Regions from separate parts of the Danio rerio genome. Here region 1 is linked to region 2. Evidence: chromatin contacts called from public Hi-C data. All regions are on one chromosome and are shown on one strand. The core of a region is the stretch at or near the end of the contact, and the rest is flanking DNA. Distances in the headings are between cores, read along the strand shown. Region 1 overlaps dcaf6 (ddb1 and cul4 associated factor 6). Region 2 overlaps dipk2b (divergent protein kinase domain 2B).

Region 1 (4,112 bases), core at 583-3,082, 290 kb after region 2:
AAGAGACCACTTGACAATTCTCAATTTCTCCTGTTTTCCACGTGGTAGTCATGTGTTTGAATAAAACATCGTTTATCTAGTGAACCAATAAATTATTGCAAATTTTAAAATAATATTCTCACAGATATTTATATATAAAATGGTCAAAATAACAAAATGTCACCTTGTGTTACACAAGTGTACATTCATATTTAGACAACACAATACCAGTTTTTTTTTTTTTGTTTTTTTTTTTGAAAAAAGTTAAGTCTAGATTTGATGAACAAACCTCTGATTTTACCATCGCAACAAATGAAAACATTTATTATTCTGACCAATGTTGATATGGTGTAAAACGGCTGTAAATGACAATATCTTTTACTTTAAGGTGCAGTAAGTTTGACACCCAGTGGTTTAACTAGGTATTGCACTCTTGGATCAAAACAGATGCAAGCGCAGGTTGCCAGATTGACAACACAAACAGCGAGACTGATTTAGATCCTGTTCTAAATAAAATAAAAGTTTTTTGTTCTAACCAGCATGTCAAATTAATATATTAGAAATGACTTCTATTTCTCACAGGTGGACAACAGGATAAACTGATAACCTCAAGTACACCTCATGGGCTTTATTCAGTGTTAAATTTTAATAATGTGAGTTTGAATGCCATTTTACATGACATTTATTGCCATATAATGAAAGCAGCAGCAGATAATTTACCTTAGATCTTGAAAATAAAACAAACCATTTCAAATTGAACTTTAGAATTGTGACTCAGTGCAAGCCAACACATATCAGTGATTCAGCATGTACATTTAATAATGTTAAAGAGGTTTAATAAGCATTAATTAGATTATAAACATAGCCATTTCGTGAGTGAGTGCACATTCTGTCCTTCTGAATAGCTGTTTTCAAATTTCTGTGGTGTTTCGTGTGGTAAAAACAGCCAAATTGCTCATCACTGCAAACCTCGTCAGGTAGCGTGTTGTTAGAACACACGGTTCCAATGTAGCCTGCTCACCTAATGTTTAGGCTCGTAACACTTATTTGCTAATTAATAACCAACTCATGTGGAACTCTGAATCTGCGTCTTATTTTGGAGTCTGCTATGGATGCATGCGTTGAGATTCTTCCTGATTCAATGAATGAAATATGTGGTTTTCCATAAAGGCATACCCCAGGGTGCTGAAATATAATTGGGTAAGCTAGCATTGGGTGGGTTAGAAAAACCATAAACAAGAAAGATATTCGGGCACGGAAAACACATTTTCAAAGCAGAATATCTGACTTCAGCATTGTTTTTCAGATAAACAAGAACGTTAATTTGCCAAGTTTCTTATATCTGCAAACATATTATGGTATTTTTATGCTTTAGAGAAGTCAAAAACTTACACGCAGCACCTTTAAAATTTAGCAATCTTATTATTTGACACTCAAACTCATACCCAATAAATCGAGAGAAACTGAAAAATGTCCAAATGGTCTCAGTTTTCCCCCATAGAAGTATATCATATTTTGTTATCTGTGTTATTAAACTCTGTATTGGTACCCAACAAGCTTTCAGTCGAGTTTTGCTTTAAATCACAACACATTTAATGTTTAAACCATCCTCTCACACACACAATTTGAAATGGAACTGGAACTTAATCTGAAGAAAACAAAACCAAAAAAAAAAAACAGTGGACAAAACATTTAAAAAGATGGCTTACATTCCTTAACAGCGTTGAATGAGGTTAGCACAGAATTAGATGAGGAGATATTTCATTTTAACTTCTCCCAGCGATCAGCAGTCACTTAGCAGAACATTCACACCAACAGCTGCCACAACAAAGGCCATCTGTGCTGTGAGGAGAAGGAGAGAGAGAGAGAAACACGACCTGCCAACTAATGCTACAACCATTTGGCTAGACAGCAGTGGGTTTATGTATAGACCGAGTCCAAAAACTATTCTTAATTTAATAAACCTTTATAAACATTCTGCAGTGTAACAACGTATAATGACGGTTTTGGATAATTAAATATTGCAAGTACCTGTAATTGGAGTTAGACAGAAGATGCCTGCGCGACGCGAGATTTAGTGATGACAAACAAACAAAAGAGAGAGCCATTTTTATACACAACATTGTTAGAGACTAAGAGCACGTTTTCGGCAAACTCATGTTTGACATGCATAATTCATGGTATACAAACATCAGAGTTCGTCATTTGAGGCTACGAGAAGATTTCACACATAACACCGTTCAAAAAAGCTCAACCATTTGATTTAACAAATTAATATTGCACTTAAATACTCTCTTCAAGCACCAGCCGTCTAAGTCTCATATTGACTTCTTGCACATCGCTTTTTTTATTATTTTTGCATGAACTCCCCAAACGCGGTTTACTCTCACATGGAGTAATTAGTAAGAAAAGTCTCGTTTAAAAAAGAACAATGCCAAAAAACTGAACCTATAGGGAAATACTCTATTTTGTAACTTGTGTACAAATCTCAAATGCTCAAGTGCATTGTAGCAAAAAAAGAACCGGTGACTTTTTAGCAGGAGCTACTGCTCGTCCTCGTTCTCTTGTCCTGAGCCTTCTGAACGATCGCCCTCCACGCGGTCTGAGGAGAGGAGAAAGAGCGCTCATTTACACACCTGTTCAGAGTCATAAATGCTAAATGCTACTATTAGTATCTGCTGACAGTAAACAAGACTGGTTAGTGTCTGGTGTGCTGCAGACACTCCACTGTTTTGCACAAAAGCTGAATATCGGAGCGTTTTTTTGGTTGTCATGAAAGCCAAACATTTGAACATACATGATCCACTGATTTGACAAATCAAAAACATAATGGAATTCAAATGTTTTGAGTCAATCACTTAATTGTTTTTTTTTAGCAAGGATGGATTTAATTGACTAGAAGTAGGGCTCATACACATTTTTACTACTAAAATTCCATGACTTTTCCAAAACTTTCCTGTACCTTTTCAAGACGTCATTTTTTTATGTAATACATATACATATACATGTTAGATAAAAAAAAAATATATATATATACATATATATCACAGAAATACAAAATATGGTAAAGTCAGATTTTTTCCAATACCGCGCAGCCCTAATTCAACTGTACAGATATTTGTTAAAATAATTTCCAAAAACGTTGTGGGTTTTTCTGTTTTTCCAAAACTTTTCCAGGCCTGGAAAATGCTATGTCAAAATTCCATGACTTTTCCAGGTTTTCCATAAACCATGTAGAAGTGTTTTCAACATTGATCGTAATAGGAATTCTGCATATTTCCATTTTTAAGGATAATGTGACAATAAAGAGTAATAATGCTGTAAACTGAGCTGTCATTACAAAAAATAAACCAGTTTTTTAAATGTATTAAAATGCAATAATTGTAATAATATTTCACAGTGTTTTATGTTTGATCAAATTAACGCAAAATCCTTTTTTGCGTTAAAAAAAACAGCTACTCAAAAACTATTTCAACCTCTAAATACTCAAGTTTCTCAGAATTTACTATGTGTGGATTTGAGTAAAATGTTAATATTTGTTTTATCATTTAATGATTTATAAATATTCTTATTTAAAGGTGTTTTTTTGTATCCAATTGTTATGATCATGGTTATTTCACTAAATAGTGCTATTGCAAGCTAAACTATGTGTTGTCTAATGAATATAAACATGTCTGGCATCTTTTTTTTTTGTTATTTTGATGAATTGCTAGTTTATGCTTTAAAAGATAACATTACTTAAATTGGGAAAAAAGGTCATCAGCAGCTTGCAGAAACAAATAAAAATTTACATTTAAAAATATTACACAACTACAAAGTGTAAATCCTGAAAAGTAGTCATTTCCAAGTAGTCTTAATATTTTTTACATTTTCAATGACATGTGACTAGGTCAGAATCTCAAATATTTCATGCTCGTGTTGTCATTATCATCCAGCTTTTTATTTTATTATTAGTTTCTCAAAATATACCTCACTGTATTGACTTTATTCTTTGATGCAGAATTGCACTCATTTTTGCCATTGTTTAGAACAGAGCTAAAAATAATAACTGGGAAAAATCGGCCCTACAATCAAGTGTGTTCATGACTATATCTAAAAAGTAGAATAATAAAATAAGAAAAGATCCGTTTGCA
Region 2 (4,150 bases), core at 974-3,473:
TGTTATCCTCTCAAACTTTAGTAATATAAAACTTCACTTAAGCACGATCGCCTCACAGCAAGAAGATTGCTGGTTCGAGTACCGGCTGGGTCAGTTGGCATTTCTGTGTAGAGTTTGCATGTTCTCACCATGTTCCGTTTTCCCCCACAGTCCACAGACATCCGCTATAGGTGAATTGAGTAAGCTAAATTGGCTGTAGTGTATGTTTGTGAATGCAAGAGTGTATGGATGTTTCCCAGTGATGTGTTGTGGCTGGAGGAACATCCGCCACATAAAACATATGCTGGATAATGCTGCGTAAAACATATGTTGGATAAGTTGGCAGACCCCTGATTAATAAAGGGACTAAGCTGAAAATAAAATGAATGAATAAAAACTTCGCTTGATTAGTTGTGAAATGTGCAAGCAATTTGAGTGATTTTTTTTCCTGGTCATTTGTTTATTCTAAAACCACCTTAGAAGAGTTTTGTCATTTTGTTATTTTCACAACAAATATAATTTTGTTTTGTGGTGAAAGTCTGAACTCTTCTTTCATAGCTGGCATTTCATGAATCCTAAACACCAACAAATAACATTTTTCAAACATTTAGCAGAATTTGACATATGTCCACATTTTAAGCATTTAACAAGCCAAAGTTTTTTCAAACAGGCTTTTTGCTGTCGTCTCCTTGACAGCCAAGTCCATATTATTTGAAGCACAAAATTGTTTGGTGTATTGGAAAAATTGAGGCTGACTAAAATCTAGGTCTGAGATAAGAATAAAAACAATAAAAATTGCTGATAAGATTTTACATCAAGATTGTTGATGTAAATGTGACTTTTCTATATTAAACAAACCATAAAGTAGAATTGTGGAATATGAAAGTACCAACATTTCAAGAAAAAAACAATGTCCATAATCAAAATTTTCTATGATTGAAAACACTTACACTGGATTCAAAAACAGCCACATTGCAAGTGCTTAAAGGTCCATTAAAATTAAAACAATATTTTTTTGGAAATTGGTATCAGTCATACCTGCAACATTGTTTCCAAAATTCAGAGAGTTCTGGGGTTTGGGGCTGTGTTTGTCTGAATAACACAGCTGAGAACCGGGTTATTAACTGTACTTTGGTGTTAGCAATTGTAATATGGACCGGGTTTCGGGCGGGCGCTGTGATCGAATTTGAAGACATAATGGATCTGAAGAAATAATGTGATGGTCCTACCAAATTTTGCGACCCGGCGGTGTTACAGACTTTAACAAAAAGCTGAGGACCGGGGGTGAGGTAAAATTACGGGATTTTTCTGGGAGAAATATGAGTCTGAAATACAGTAGACTCCCAGGAAAAACAGCAGTTTTGGCAGGTTTGATATCAGTATGTTAGTCTCCAACAATATCTAGAAGGGAGTGTGGTACAAAACAGTAAAAAAAAAAAAAATTATATTTAGAAGATTTTAAACTGATATAAACATTTAAGGCTTGTAATTTGTCACTTCTGCCTAAATAAATCAATGTTTTTTTTTTCCTCATACTTCCGTTTCTTAATTAAATCTTGACCAATCAAATGCATCCTAGTATCTGTCATGCTTCGGACGCTTCTCTTTTGCTTTTCATTTGATGCGCTTGAGTTCAACACTTTAAGAACCAATCCTTACCATTAAATAGTTGTTTATAAACATATATGTTATTGATATAGTGGCTGCTTATTAGTACTTATAAACACATATTCTGTATGGTCTTATTCTACATCCCTAATTCTACCCAATACCTAAACTACCTTAATGAGGAGCAAATTAGGAGTTTATTGAAGCAAAAGTCAAAATAGTTTGCTAAGAGTGAGAATTGGACCCTAAAATAAAGTGTCTTTCCATATAGTGCTATTCAATCATTTGCTGGAACCGATAGATACATTATATCGCAATATATATCGCAGAAAAACAAAATAACGCAATGACAATTTTCTAATATCTTGCAGCCCTACTTCACAGGACTTTCCCTTTGCACCTCCCAATTTTCCAAATTAATATTCCTTTGAAAATGTAATTGTTCTGACCACAAATCCTCAGTCAGTGCTGACCTCAAATAGACATGACAATACAAAAGCCACAAATTCAGACCTTCACCATGCTGGGAAGCAGTAGGTTGGAATGAACCCAAGTTTGGAAGCGTGAGGTGGCCCTGAGGACGCCTTCAATGCTGCAGGATTTCCCTTTGCCTGCTGAGGTGCAAATGCTATTGTCTGATAACTGGTGCAGGTGAGGAGACATCAGGCGGGACACCACCACTGGTCTCCAGCCCGCTGTGCTGTCTGTGTAGTTTCCCTCATAGGAGCGCACGTCTGCTGAGGATAGATTAGACTGAGCCGTCAGCCTCCTTTCAAACCTGCAGTGAAATAAACAGGGTCTGTGTTAGTTTCCTGTTTTTGCTGTCACTGCTTGAGCTTACTCTAATCAATGATTAGATACAGCAAGATCTAAGTTCTTGTGCTGTTATAGCATACAAATGCTTGGCTAGACTTTATTTTGCAGGTTCCCTTTAGACATTCAATTCTACTACATATCTACTAGCAGTAATTTGTAGACAGTCTGCTTCATATCTGCCAACATTATAATTTCAATGGTCATCCAATAGACATTCTGCTGAGTAGAAGTGGTTGGAGAGTTATTTATAATCCATGTATCTACATTTACATCTATTTATTTAGTAGATTGTTTTTATCCAAACAGAAAGAAGCACTTTAAATCACCAGAAAACAGCTGTGTATAGTTAGTTTAGCAGTTCATTTATATATAAATAGACATATACATGCATATATATTACTACAATACACTACCTGACATAAGTCTTGTCACCTATACAAGTTTTAGGAACAACATATAATAACTTGACATCTAGTAGATCATTTGCTATCAGAAGTGGTTTATGTGAGGCAAAGGCCTCTAGATTGTGCTTATTTTACCATACATCTCTGCAATGACTCAAATAACTAATAAAGTCATCTGGAATGGCAAAGGAAGCGTTCTTGCAAGACTCCCAGAGTTCATCAAGATACTTTGGATTCATATTCAATGCCTCCTTCTTTATCTTACCCCAGACATGCTCAATAATGTTCATGTCTGATGAGTAGGCTGGCCAATCCTGGAGCACCTTGACCTTCTTAGCTTTTAGGAACTTTGATGTCTAGGCTGAAGAATAAGGAGAGCTATTGTGCTGAAGAATTTTCCCTCTCCTGTGGTTTGCAATTTAATAGGCAGCACAAATGTCTTGATACCTCAGGCTGTTGATGTTGCCATACACTCTGCAGATCTCTTGCATGCCTCATACTGAATGTAATCCCAAACCATGACTTTTCCTTCACCAAACTTGACTGATTTCTATGAGAATCTTGGGTCCATGCGGGTTCCATTAGATTCCAACAGATGATTCATCCGAAAAATCTACCTTCTGACACTTTTTAAATGATCAACTAGAAGTCAAATTATTATTTGTTGCTCTTACAACTGGGATCGACGACAAGACTTTTGTCAGGTAGTGTATATTAACCCTCATCTAAAAGTCTACCAATAGTCTAATTTGAGTCATAGCTATGTTGCAAAGTAGTCAGCAGAATATCTGTTAACGTATTCTACTAGTCCAAGCCTCTATTAATACAATCTAAAACTCTACATTGTCACTCTTTAATGTTTATTCACAGTTTTTTTTCTTTTCTGTCAGTTAGTTGACATCAATTTTCTAAGATAATTATAGTCATATAAAATGTCTATTGATTAAAAAACCCTGTTAGTTTATTTTAAGTTAGTTGACAAGTAGTTGCAAAGTTACTAAGTCAATAAAAATCTACAGTGGACAAAATAAAGTAAAACACTTATTTTTGCTTTTAAGAAATTAGAAAAGATAAAAAAAGAAGTACTTCATGATGTTTATATTTTGAACTATGTCTTCTTGTATGCATATGCATATATACTGTAAATGATGCGGGGTAAAATGTAACTCAGAGTTTTAGGGTATTTGCTCAGGGTTAACCATGGCTAACCAGTCTTCCGAGGTTTTCACCACAGTGTCAGCAGATGTCTTCCTGACAATTTTTTAAAAAGTTTGGCAAAATCTGGATGAGAAACACAGGAGAAACCATTTATGTAGCGTAAAAGTATTTTTAATATCCTATGG

Evidence for each region. Hi-C and Micro-C count contacts between places; a contact is called where the count stands out from the background.
Region 1: a contact with region 2 is called in a Hi-C map of an unstated tissue, with 2.0 times the contacts expected there. The contact joins two enhancer-like sites. A contact is called at or near these places in 3 of 18 Hi-C or Micro-C datasets (embryo, hematopoietic stem cells and an unstated tissue).

The regions. Positions count from the first base shown.
Region 1 is chr9:35,855,024-35,859,135 of GRCz12tu, forward strand. It overlaps dcaf6 (ddb1 and cul4 associated factor 6), which reads right to left. Exons shown (of 19, transcript NM_001145090.1): 19 at 2,523-2,581. The coding sequence ends at 2,523. It also overlaps a transcript of gpr161b not described here. Among named protein-coding and RNA genes, the nearest start is that of gpr161b, 17 kb to the left of the region's middle. Within about 2 kb of position 1,833, at least 5 of the 62 cell types and tissues checked have an H3K27ac peak or open chromatin away from gene starts, as enhancers often do.
Region 2 is chr9:35,561,683-35,565,832 of GRCz12tu, forward strand. dipk2b (divergent protein kinase domain 2B) reads right to left here. Exons shown (of 5, transcript XM_692604.10): 2 at 2,101-2,365. Among named protein-coding and RNA genes, the nearest start is that of dipk2b, 4.3 kb to the right of the region's middle. Within about 2 kb of position 2,224, at least 15 of the 62 cell types and tissues checked have an H3K27ac peak or open chromatin away from gene starts, as enhancers often do.